2 separate regions of the Mus musculus genome follow, and region 1 is linked to region 2. A link is a contact called in public ChIA-PET data. All regions are on one chromosome and are shown on one strand. Each heading gives the region's core, a stretch centred on a gene start, on an enhancer-like site or on the middle of the called end of the contact. The rest is flanking DNA. Distances are from core to core; before and after follow the strand shown. Region 1 holds the start of Zc3h7a (zinc finger CCCH type containing 7 A). Region 2 has its middle 10 kb from the start of Prm1.

The links. ChIA-PET counts read pairs in DNA pulled down with a chosen protein or histone mark.
Region 1: an RNA polymerase II ChIA-PET map of memory CD8 T cells shows a contact between it and region 2, with 17 read pairs. The contact joins the promoter of Zc3h7a here to the enhancer-like site in region 2. A contact is called at or near these places in 4 of 39 promoter capture datasets (the C10 cell line, liver, neutrophils and 1 more), 1 of 15 datasets of contacts at CTCF or cohesin (the NIH/3T3 cell line), 1 of 115 datasets of contacts at active chromatin or transcription factors (memory CD8 T cells) and 2 of 9 other capture datasets (adipose tissue and liver).

The regions. Positions count from the first base shown.
Region 1 is chr16:11,172,980-11,179,350 of GRCm38.p6, forward strand. It overlaps Zc3h7a (zinc finger CCCH type containing 7 A), which reads right to left and starts at 3,362. Exons shown (of 23, transcript NM_145931.3): 1 at 3,241-3,362. 4930509G22Rik (RIKEN cDNA 4930509G22 gene) reads left to right here and starts at 5,197. Exons shown (of 4, transcript NR_151506.1): 1 at 5,197-6,371.
Region 2 is chr16:10,803,806-10,810,582 of GRCm38.p6, forward strand. No RefSeq gene overlaps it. Among named protein-coding and RNA genes, the nearest start is that of Prm1, 10 kb to the left of the region's middle. Within about 2 kb of position 2,521, at least 42 of the 459 cell types and tissues checked have an H3K27ac peak or open chromatin away from gene starts, as enhancers often do. A contact at or near this core is called in memory CD8 T cells, where this site is marked.

The sequences.
Region 1 (6,371 bases), core at 2,112-4,611, 370 kb after region 2:
CTTCCTGATTTAAAACAACCACCAAGTCAGATGATGGTGGCGCACACACCTTTAGTCTCAGCACTCAAGAGGCAGGGGCAGGTAGATTTCTGTGATTTGGAAGCCAGCCTGATCTATAAATTCCAGGACAACTAGGGCTACATATAAGAAACCATAAGAAACCCAGCCTCAAAACAAAACAAAAACCCAACAAAATAAAGCCAAGTGGTTCAAGTAACATTTTGAGAACCCATCTTGCAACAGTGCACATTAGCTGACTCTTCACTTATCCAGACCTGGGCAAGAGGGCAAAATGCCACACCCTGCCCGCTGCAATCCAGGTAGACAAACCCTGCTAAACAGCTTCTCTCTTCCTGAAACAGCTTCTCTCTTCCTTGAGTCAGCTTCTTTCTTCTTGAGATAGCTCCCTTTCCTGGAAACTGGAGTTTCCGGAGCATCAGTTTGGTGACAACATTGGTCTTGTTCATAAAGTGCAAAGGACTACAACAAACAGCACCAGAAAGGTAACTCCTGGTTTGAGCTAAATCCCCCCTTCCACCCCCCACCCCCCAAGCAGGAACTTTGAAGCAACCAAGAGATTCTGGATTCTATAAGGGAAGCAGCCTCCAGCCAGACAAAGCAACTCACTGTGCATCTCAGCTATAAACCTGGGATTCTTCAAAAGAAAAGATTTCACTGAGATAATTTGTGCTCCGATCCTCAGGAGGCCCTCCTGCTCAAGGCTGACACTTCTTGCCTTCTCACCATGCATGCTCGAGCAACCCCTGGCTCCAAATTCACATCCTCTCTTATCTTCCATAATGTTATGAAATTAACTAGACAACACATTGCTAAACTTGTAAAATTAAAAGGCAAACTTGCAAAACTTCTTGTTGGGGCAAAACCTGGCAAAGTTAAGCAACCCCATTTTTTTTTTAACATCAATGAAGTCACTGAGAAAGCTATGACAGAGTTGCAAGACAGGTTAAGTCGTTACTGCCGAGCCTGATGACCCTAGTTTGTGTGTTTCAAAAACAAAACAAACAAACAAAAAAAACAAAAAAACAAAAAGAGTGTGTGTGTGTGAGTGTGTGTGTGTAGGAAGGGAGGGAGAACTAGCGCTCACCAATCACTTTTTCTTCATTTTTATATATCTCAGAAGTTTGTTCCAATTGTTTTGTTGTTTGCTGTTTGAGGTGAGACCTCACCGCTGCCCAGGCTGGGGAACTCCAGGGCTCCAAGGCACCCTGCCATTTCACTCTAAGTGGCCGAGGCCACAGCACGCAGCTGACACCCGGCACTGTAAACACATTTCACTTGAAGATCATGGAGAAAATGTGGGTTTGCTGAGACAAAGCACACAAAGGTATTATCTAGAAAGCAACTTTCCTCCCGAGGTATTCTGTCTAAAGATGTTTTTGATTTCTATCTCCTTCTTAACTAGCTACTCAAACTATTTCTATAGTTGACTATCAACCAGTCATTTACAAATGGATTGAATACACCCAAATCAGTTTCAAAAATCAGTCAATATTGACAACTGTAAAACCTTACAGCTGGCAAATGAACATTGTTACTAATAGATCTTGGAACCACAAGACAAGAGCCTGTAGGCATATAGAATATAACCCCCAACCAAAAGTCACAGGAACACAGCTGGGAAGGGGTGTTTTGGTACATCTTGAGGACACTGATCAACCTGTTCTTTGCATAATACCCCACTCCAAATACTGACATTTTCAACCTCAATAACTCAACCTTATTCACATCTGTAGCGCACCCTGCTGGTCTAACAGAGCAGAAAGGGGAAATTTTTCAATAGAGAAAACTGTCCATGCACTTGATTTAGTCCAAAGATGAAGAACACCACACCAACACCAAGTCCACACCCACACATACACTCACGCACACACAGTGCAGCTCTGCTCATCATTTCAACGGAGGTGAAGAGAGCCTTGGATTCCTTCAAGACCTCCATGAAAAGCAGCTACTTCCAAAAGAAGCAGGAAAAGAGCAGATGGCAAGAGCGCCCAGCCCCTCCCCCAGTCCAGTAGAGCATTGTCCAATCGAAATACGATACCGGCGGTACGTGCCATTTTAAATTACGAAGTGGCCATACTAAAATAGTAAAAAGAAACTGGACAGATTGTTTTAATTCTAACGTAGCCACAACAGGTATCACCTCAAGTATATAACACACTGCTTGCTAAACACTGGCTGATTTAAGCATAGGAGTTTACCAAGGAGATCTTTTTCGTTCTTTTTCTTCCTCCCAAACGAAATCTTTCAAATCAGACTTTAAAACTGAAACCGGAGTGGGGCGGTGGTGGCACGGCTTTTAAATCACAGCATTCGGGAGGTAGGGGAAAGCAGATCTCTAAGCTCAAGTCCAGCCTGGTCTACAAAGTAAGTTCCAGGGCAGCCAAGGCTAAACAGAGAAATTCTGTCTCGAAACAAACATACAAACAAACAAACAAATTGAAACCAAAAGTGAATCTCAATTCTTGCCACATTCCAGTGCTCGACCACCCCACTTTACCAGTGGCCACATTACCATCGGACAGCGCAGGTCTACACCAGACCCTCTTGGTCTTAAATACCTAACACTATGACCCTCTTTGATCCCTTAACATCTGGGGACCCAAAAAACGCCCAACCCCGGAATAAATTCACCCAGTCAGAGCGCAGGCACCACCCCTTGGGCCCAGCTAGGACCTTCCAACCTGACCACACCCCTGCGCTGACTACCCCTAACCGGAAATTCCCGCTAATGGGAACTGACAGGTCTCCATTCTTTAAGGGTGGGGAAAGGAAAACCGAGAACCCTCGTACAGTCTCCGAACCCCGGCCGAACACCGGAAGCCAGTCGCCACCCATACGCGGGGTGGGCCGCGCATAACACCCGCAAGGGGCGAACCCGACACCGGCGAGCGCGCACTCAGCTGGCGTCGCGAGCGTCCCCAAACCGAGACACTTACTAACACGGACGCCCCGCGATCACCCAGCACCCAGGAATAACGAAATGCTAAACCACCAAAAGCTAGTGCGTGGATGTCGGCCAGGCAGTCCAGGTGGCAGGGGCCGCCGCGCGTGCCCGGATTACGACTCCCGAGGAGCCCGTGCAGCCGGTTCGGGGGTCCGCGCCCCTCCCCCGCCTGAAGTCCGTTAACGGCCGCGCGTGCTCACGAAGCGACGCGGCGCACGCACGCGATTGGAAGAGCGCGACCCTGCCCGCGACGCCCGCGCGTCCCCTTCCCTCACCTGCGGGGCGGCACCCAGGAGCCGAGGGGCGCGGAGTGCGGAGGCGACAGCGGGATGTGCGTTCACCGGCTCAAGAGCTCTCACAGTCTCGCAGCTTCCCTGGGCGACCCACCGCAGCTGCCAGCCCGCGACGCTCGGGGCGGCGCCCTCTGGCGGCGGGAGGCCTCGCGCGCCGCCCCGCAAACGCTACCATTGGCTGCGTTGCCAGTGTCAGCCCGGGGTTGGAGGCGCCACGTCGGGGCCTCGGGGCTGCGGAAGCGGCGGCGATAGGCGGAACCCTGGGCGGCCACACGGAAGGGGGTGAGAGACCGCAAGCTCTTGAGCCCAGCATCATCGCCCTCTCCCACACCGCTTGGATACCAAAGTAGGACTGGAAGGAGACCTAGATTCATCTGGGCACCAGGGTGTCACTTCCTTCGGAATCTGTTCTCTGCAGTAACTTATCCTGAGCGTCCTGCTTTGCATTCCGATACTGTTACCGTCACCCTGAAAACAGCCATACAGTCGTGTCCTTTCAAATGAATGACAGGCATAGGGACCCGCGTTGAACAGGGAGGTGACCTAAACTCATTCGGACGCCGGAGCGTCACTTCGGAACTTGTCCTCAATTCCCTATCCTACTCGCAGTCACTGTTTTTATCATCTTGAAAACAAAATGCGGTATTTTTGCAAATGAATGTAGGGACGGATCTCAGAGCCAACACAAGCTCTTGTTCTCCCTGGCCTTCATCTCAACTTATATGTCGCTGTATTCACCGGTGTTTCAGTGGTCAGGTGTACATTACCCCAGACAGAACAATGTAAGGCTGAGTCCCTGCGACTGGAGATGTGAAAAGTGCTCCAAGTCAGGGCAGTAGAAGGGAGAGTGCTTCCAGGCAGTGGGAAAGATCCTGAGCCTAAGTTGCTGAGGGACAGGGAAGACAAAGTGTGTGTGTAGAAAGCTCAAAGAGGATGAGCCACTGCATGAAATTTGGAATTCAGTGTCTGAGATGGAAATTACAAGGTCTAATTTGCAGTTTTAGAAAGTTTCTTCATGCCGTTGGGCGGATATATAGAAAGGACAAGCAGAAAAGTGAAAGGGGTTGAGGATGTAACTTAGTTGTCAAAGTGCTTGCCTAGCCTTGAGTTTGATTTCCAGCACCAAATAAACTGGATATGGTGGGGTACCCTTGTCATAGCAGTACATGGGGGTGGGGGGGGGGGGATAGGAGTTCCAGGTCTTCTTTGGCTATGAAGCAAGAAATACCCAGGTCCAGGACCACTGGGGACAGAGGGAAAAGTTTACATTAGAAGGAAGACACTGAGATGCACTCTGTCTGGACCCAGAGTGCTACTGTAAGCTCAGGAAGTCGTCAGTACTGGGCCAGTACAAAGTGAAACTTGATGAGAATGTATGGACTTCCTGTTGTTCCTGTACCAATGGCCTACATTTTTGTTGCCTTGAAACAACATAAACTTAAGAGTTCTAAAGGACCAGAGTCTGCAGCAGGTGTTTCACTGGTGATGTCCAGGTGCTGACGAGGCTTGTCCCTTCTGGAAACTAGTGTTGAGCTCTTGCCTCTTTTTAGCTCCTAGAGGCCTCCTGGACTCGTAGGTCATGCCTGTCATCTCCAGAGCCAGTATTTTCCTCTAAATGAGGTCTCCTTGCCACACCTTCTCTGGGTCTTTGCTTTCAGTTGTCCCTCAAAGGGCCCTGGTGATTGCATTTGAAACAAGGAGGTCCTGGATCCCACCTGGAGATTCCCAGTGATTTTCCAGGCAAGGTAGCAATAATCACAAGTTGCTGGTGATAGAGAGTAGATATATCTGGGAACCCATCATTATATGTACTGTAGGGAGCAAAGGAAAAGAAGGGCTGAGCATGGATGAACCTTCTCTAGCCTTGAAGAATACTGTGTGTTGTAAGGGTCTCTGCTTCTTTGTCTTCTATACTAGTGGGGAAGTCCCCGGCCTCTTACCTGGGTGCTGTACCGGATAGGTGCATTTGCTGAAGAACTGTTTTAGGCTCCTGCCTCCCAAGGGCTGGCATTAAAAGTTCATCACTATCCCAGTCTTTATTCTGTTTTCCATCCTCTGGTACCTTACAGAGGCCCGGAACACACAGTGTTTTATGATCTCTATGAGATTGAGGCCAGCCTGGTCTATGTAGAGTTCTAGCCAGGGCAATGGAGTGAGACCCAGTATCAAAACAACATAAACTGTCCACATGCTGACTTGCCTTAACATCAATTTATACCTGAAACTAAATGCAAGCTAACCATTAGTCAGTTCATTAGAAATAGGGTCAATTTACACAAAGGACAGGGGAGAATATTCAGGAGTCAATGGGACAGATTTTATATTTGATTCATCAGTTTATCCAGTAATTATATGCCCCCAAACAGGTGATGGGATAGAAAGCCTTGCATGTGCTAGACAAGCTCCCTGCCACTGAGCTATAGCCACAGACCTTTTAAAGCTTATTTTTATTTTTTAAATATTTTTTAAAAACTTTTATGTGCATTGGTGTTTTATCTACATATATATCTGTATTTATGTGTCAGACCACAGGGCGTCAGATCTCTTAGAACTGGAGTTGCAGCTACTTGTGGGTGCTGAGAATTGAACCAGGTTCCCCTAGAAGAGCACCCATTGCTCTTAACCTCTGAGCAATCTCTCCAGCCCCAAAATTTATTTTTATTAATGTGCATGTGTGTGTGTGTAGGCATACAAGCCCCATGAAGCTGGAGAGGTGCCAAGATACCCCCAAGACTACTCGAACAGGCTTACCTGCCTTTTCAAGTTTCTGTCTTTCAAGACACAAGCAGCCAAACGCCACCCTGCAAGGGAAAAAAAAAGCCCAACATCAAGCCATACAATCCCACCAATCCCTCAGCTTGCCCCAAGATCAGGTCACAAAATCCCACCAATCTGACACCACCTCGTAAGTCTTCACCCACTCCCCCCAAGAAACCCTATATACAGCCTGCCTCCTGCTCAGTCCTGTGCTGGGTCCCACTAGAAACCCTATATACAGCCTGCCTCCTGCTCAGTCCTGTGCTGGGTCTCACTAGAGCAAGGGCTGTCACCCTCTTCTGTTTTTCCCATGTGAGGTTTCTTGTACAGTGTGACTTTGTGGTATTTCTTGGCTC
Region 2 (6,777 bases), core at 1,271-3,770:
TCTGGGTTCTTGAACACTGAGTGTCTCCAAGTGAGAAGTATTTGGGGTGTTGGTGTCTTAGCCTGGCACTATGTCCTATGTGTCACACACACTGGCTCTGTTTCCTGAGAGAGAGGGGACAGAGGGAGAGGGAAAGGGAGAGGAAAGAGAAGTGGCATATATGAAGCCGTAGAAGAGGGGGAGGAGGAAGAGGAGGAGAAGGAGGAGATGGCCTCCATGGTTTTCGAGGCACAGGAGTCCCCTTCCACTGTCGCTTTGCATTCCTTTTATGAGTAATGTAATTACTCAGGTCAGGTCAGGAGCCACCTATCCAGGATCTGCAGCCTGTGCACAGCACCCAACCATCCAGTGGGAGGAAGAGGGCTTTGAATTGGCTGTGTGGCTAAGTAGCTGAAGATGACCTTGAACTCCTGATTTTCCTGCCTCCACTTCCCCATTGCTGGGATTACAAGCATTACACCAGACTTTTTTTTTTTTTTTTTGGTTTTTCGAGACAGGGTGTCTCTGTGTAGCTCTGGCTGTCCTAGAACTCACTCTGTAGACCAGGCTGGCCTCGAACTCAGAAATCCGTCTGCCTCTGCCTCCCAAGTGCTGGGATTAAAGGCGTGCGCCACCCCGCCCGGCTTACACCAGACTTTTAAATTTGCCTTTTAGCACCTAAAGCCAGTACATATTAAGAAAGAGTATGCGATGTTCCCGCACATGTTCACACTATAATGCATAAGTCACAGTAAGACTATCTACTTCCCTCACACACACACAGGACGGATGTGTGTGTGTGTGTGTGTGTGTGTGTGTGTGTCTGTGTGTGTGTGTTTGCATTCATAAGTCCCTGCAAAGTCAGATACGGACATTGAGTATTGTTCCTTGGGCACCATCTCCCTTGCTATGGGGGGAATCTCTTGCTATCCTAGAACTCTCAGTGTAGGCTAGGCTGACTAGCCAGTGGGTCCCAGGGCTCTTCCTGCTTCTGCCTCCATTGCAAGTACATGTCACCACCCCTGTGTGCCTAGGTCACACATGGGGCCTCATGCTCGCAAGGTAAGTGCTGTACTGACTGAGCCATCTCCCCAGCCCTTATTTCTTTATGGTAGAAACATTTGCTCTTTCTGGGGGTGTTTGAGGACACACAGTTTGAGAGCAAGAAAAGATCAAGCCAGAAGTGTGGGTGGCACATATACTTTCAGTCCCAGAACTCAGAAGGCAGAGACAGGAAGGTCTTTGTGAGTTCAAGTTCAAGGCCAGCTGGGGCTACAAGTGAGACCCTGTCCCCAAAAACAAAACAAAAACAAAAAACAACAAAAAAAAAAATCAGGCATAGTTGCTATTGCCTATAATCCCAACACTGAAGACTGAGGCAGGGCTGGGCGGTGGTGGTGCATGCCTTTAATCCCAGCACTCGGGAGGTAGAGGCAGGCGAATTTCTGAGTTTGAGGCCAGCCTGGTCTACAGAGTGAGTTCCAGGACAGCCAGGGCTACACAGAGAAACCCTGTCTTGAAAAAAAAAAACAAAAACAAAACAAACAAACAAACAAAAAAAAGACTGAGGCAGGAGAATTGTCACAAATTCAAGGGCAGCCTAGGCTATACAATGAGATCCTAACAAAGCAAAGGGCCAGGGGAATGGCTCAGTGAATAAGGTGCTTGCTTTGTAAGTATGAGGACCAGAACCTGGACCTTCAGAACCCAGGTAAACTAGGCAGGTGTGGGCACTCAGGAGGCAGTGATGGGGATATCTGGGGCAATCTGGCAAGTTAGACTAGATGGGATTGCCAAACTGAATTAAAGGAGAGACCATGCATCAAAAAAGTGGAGTGTTACTGAACAACCTCAGCCCTTCACATGTTCACACATATCATGTATCCACACACATGCATGTAGACGCATACATGCTCAGACAGATGGTCGTGCACCTGGAGAGATGGCTCGTACCACCAAGCTCGATGACTGAGTGTAATCTCCAGGACCCACGAATGGAAGAAGACTGACTCTCACAAGTTGTTCTCTGATCTTCTCACTCTCACTGCCGTTCACGGATGCTCATGCACATAAGCACACAAAAAATATTAGTGCGATAAAGTTAAGACAAAGGAAGTTCAGTGCAATTGGGAACACGAAGTTTGATCGTTTCAGGCTAGCCTTGGCAACATAATGAGACTGTTCCAAAAACAAAACAAAAACAAGCAAACCAGGAAAAGGTAACATTTTAAGAAGGCAGAGTCTTTGGCTAAATAGTGTGCTGGGGAGATTTAGAATGGCCATGAAGGAACCTTCTGGAACTCATTACCAGGGATCTTTCTGTGACTGGTGAAATAGTCAAATAGCTCATAGGTATTCTTGTGTGTGTTTCTCAAGGACAAGCCAGCCAGGTCCCTTCTGTGGCCCTGCACACCTACAGGTCCCATAAGTCACCCATCTGACAGGAAAGAGAAACTTAAGTGGCCAACTGTGGCTCATTTGCACTTGCTCTGTGGTTGGTTGCCACAGCTGGCTGCTCTAAGTGAAGAAGGCAGCAGTTCACGGTAAGCTATCAGCACGTGTGCACAGTGTTCTGCACCCTAGGACAGCTGCAGCGCCTGGGGGAAGCCAGGACAGTGGCAGAGCTGGGGGAACCACCAGGCAGTATCCACAACCCCTCCCCGCCCCCTGCCCAAAGCAACAACCTACAGTGGGGACTCGGTCTGAGCCAGGGCCTCAGTTTCTCCATCTGCAAAGGGGCAGTAAAGCCCTTGTCTTGAAGTCTAGCAGTAGAGTGCCCATGTCGTGGTACTGGTATACAGAATTTCAGAACAAGAATACAGAAATACAAATGAAACGATTGTTTCTGAATTAAAGTAGAAGAAAGCAAGCCAAGCCCTGCCCGACAGTCTCATCTGAAAAGAGAAGAAAGCTGGGGTGAATGTACTCTGCGTCTCCTATTTATTGCTATTCAGGTTGGGTTACAGGAAGGGAAACAAACACAAAACAGCCTTTGTCCTGCAGGTCACAATGTGTGTGGGTACTAGCTTGCAGTTAAAACAGTGTTTCGATGAGAGCTGAAATCTCTCTGGGACCCATTTAGAGCTGGCACTTTCCAAGCACTTGTGAGGAGACCTTTCTGGAGCACGTGTGAGCACAGGTCTCCAGGCCCAGACACGGGCATTCACTGTGAAGAGAAGCAGTGCAGGCTTGTCTTCCTCACCTCTACCTTTCAGAAAAAATGTTTAGGGTTGGTGTCACCATCTCCAGTCCAAAGAGGGGACTCCAAACCTAGTCCTTTCTGGTTCAAAAAGGTGTCTGACTGACAGCCTCAGCTCCAAGCCCTGGAGATGCTGATGTTAGCTGAACCAGTTGAGGCTGGCAGAGATACCTGCATTGGACTTTGAGAAGATGGGCTACAGTTACCAGGACCTAGAGATGTGAATGAGCCTCGTGATGAACACAAGTCTCTCCAAGGCAAGGACCGACTAAGTCCTCAGCTGCAGACCCCAAGCTGGGCCAGAGCTCACAGAGAAAGGAAAGGAAGCTATCAGGTAGAAGCAGACAGCCAAGCTTGTCTGAGCCTCCATCTCCACATCCACCAGGATCAGCAGCAGGAACTTTGCTAGCTTCATGTAAGGACCAAAAGCAACAAAGTGGGCCAGCATATATGAACAGGAGGTAGAGGACTGTGACTGTACAGGGTGCTTCCTTCCTGTCCAGGCTCTGTAGTGTCTGCTGGGTACAGGTCTTGGCCTCTCTCTGATTCATCTAATTCACACTATGGGGCTGTGGCAATAAAACTTAGTCCTAGTATGAGGACCCACGTTTAATCCCAGAACCTACATAAAAAGCCAGGAGTAGTGGTACCAGTATGGGGAAAGTAGAGAGAAGGGGGATGGGGTTTGCTGGCCTAATCTGTGAGCTCCAGGTTCAGAGAACCCTGTTTCAAAAACTAAGGTGAGGCGTGACTAGGGAAGACCTCAAATGTCTGGCCTACACACCCGTGTGTACACATACCATACAGACTAATTCACATTCCATAGATAGTTACTCCGTGCTGGGGGTGTGTCGGGAGCTCCCTGCCTCAGTCTCCTCATCAGTAGAGAGGCCATGGTATTGTTGCTTGCCTTACACAGGTGCATGGGAGAACGTAATACCTTTCCAGTTAGCAGATGGTGGCTTGCTGGTCACGGAGGCAAAGAGCAAGTACCTGTCAGGTGCGTTTCAAAACATTTTTCTCAGATGGGCCAAGCCTACTCAGTTCTCAGCTTCTCTGCCTCTGTGGCGGCATGTCCAGGATGCGCATGACTACTCTGCACCTTTTCCTCCATAACTGAAAATAACTTGTCCCCAGCAGGGTCGCAGTCTTGGGCACTGTGCCTACCAAGCCCACTGGAAGGTCAGACATTACTGGGTTTTGCTAGGTCATAAGCCTCCTCTTAGAAGGAAAGTTCTAGAAACTAATGATCGCCAGCAAACAGAGGCCCTCTAAAGACAAACCTTCCATTCTCAGTCACTTTGGTCACAATGTCTCTGAAGCGTGCGTCTTCCACTCTCTTCCAAGGTAAGGAGTGCAGGCCCCATAGGTTCCACAGGTGCACACGACTGTCTGGGAGTCCTCTGCAAGCAGAACAACATGGCCACCGTAAGTTAATCTCCCTCCCATCTAAAGTTTCCAAACCATGGATCACCATACCTGCAGCCCAGAGAAGCCGAATGATTTGTTCAAGATCACGTAGCAATTGATTCAAAATCACAGGGTGCTTAATAGTCCCCCCAAATTAATGTAACATATCAGCGAGGTCCCCAAAAGGCACAAAGCCATAGCTGTATCACGAACTCAAGTCCTGGGACAATGGCAACAAATGACACCAAACTGGGTGGTTCCAGTGGCAGAAGTGTCATCTATGGTTAAAGATTAAGGTGTCTGCCAGCTCTCAAAGTTTTGGCCAGCTTTTGCTCAAGAGGCAGAGACAGACAGATCTCTAAGAGTTTGAGAGTAACCTGGTCTTTGTAGTGATTTTCAGGACAGCCAGAGCTACAAAGTGAGACCCTGTCTTGGAAAAAAAAAAATCTGAGCACATCCTGTCTCCCTCCAATTAAGATTACCATGAGAGTACGGACGGATCTTTGGAGTTACTACATGTGGGATGCAGATACATTCTCAAAGGATTCAGAGGAAGCTTCCAGAGAGGCAGCGGGCATTAACAGTACCACAACTGTAGCATGTGACCACAGATCCACAAGTATTCCATCTATAAAATCCTCAGGTTTGGGGAGATACTGGAGTATCTCAGTAAATCCCAGCAAGGCTAGAACGGTGGGTCCTATCTCTGAGGACTCTGCTGTGGCTCCTGGAGTTTCCTGTGTTCGACAAGTGACCAAAGCTGTGATCAGGTGACTTCGGGCCTCTTTCCTGCCTTCTTTGTCCTGCAGTGTCTCCTCCACCCGACCCTTGCATCTCTAGACAGTATTTTGTAAATAAAGGATGCTGTGTGCACCCTTTCAGTCCCTGGAGTCAAAATCCTATTGCTGCCTCAGGCTTGTCCTTCCTGGAATGTTCTTCCTTGCCTTAGTGAAGGTCTCTTGCTACCCACTGAGATCTTAGTGAAAGGGGACAAGGTTGGGGCTGGTGAGATGGCTCAGTGTGTAAGAGCATCGACTGCTCGTCCAGAGGTCATGAATTCAAATTCCAGCAACCACATGGTGGCTCACAACCATCCTTAATGAGAAACAAATAAAGAACCTATGGGCTGGAGCTAAGGGGCCAGAGCAAGAGGGAGAAAGGGAAAGTGTGGAAAAAGAAAGGGGACAAGGTCAGACATTGCCTCAACAGTAGATTAGGGACTGATTGGTTCCTGGCCCTCCCCACATCAACTGTGTCTCTGCTGCCACCTCTGCATTCCATCTTGACATAGCTCACTTCAGCCCAGTGCAGGGATGAGAGGAGTATGCCAGCCATATGATTCTCATTGTCCACCGTCCTTCCCTATCCCCAGGTTCATCCCTCAGTGGCAGCTTTCAGAGAATCCAGAGTTGGAAGTGACCTCAGTCCCTGCAGAAGCATCCTGTGACCAGGGTCCCGTGTGGTTTGCAGAGTCTCAGTGATGCTGGCATTGCTATAGTTTTTCAGAGTCTCAGTGATGCTGACATTGCTGTAGGATCTAGAGACATCTCTGTGTTTAAAGACACATCAGGAGCCAAGTATGGTGGTACACACAGAAGCCGAAGGCTAGCCTGGGCTTTATGAAACTTTGCAATGAAAATGGCACTTCTCTTCCCCCACATCCCCTAGTCATTGAATATCTAGGGACACTAAGCAAAACACAAGGGTATGAGGTTGCTCCCATGGTGCCAAGTATCCAGCTGAGATTCCATTAATGCTTCTAGAAAGTCAGATCCCACTTCAGCTGTCTGTCTGTCTGTCTGTCCTGGGTCTCTAGATTTAAGAGGTGCAGTGTCAGCTGGGAGTGTGGGTGTATGACTTTAGTCCCATCACTCGGGCTCTGAGCTTGAGGCCAGCCTGGTCTACAGAGTAAGTTCCATGACAGCCAAGGCTATGCAGAGAAACTCTATCTTGAAAAATAAAACAAAACAAAAAGAAAGAAAGGAGGAAAGAAGGAAGGAAGGAGGGAGGGAGGGAGAGGAAGGAAGGAAGAAGAAAGAAGGGAGGGAAGGGAGAGAGGGAGGAAAGAGGTATAGTGTTTGTCACCCTGGACTCTGGAAGAGTGACAGCATTGGGAAATCTCAGGCAAGGAGTGTCACCTGCAAGTTGGCACAGAGCTGGCACCTTTCCCTGGCTCCCAAGACACATGA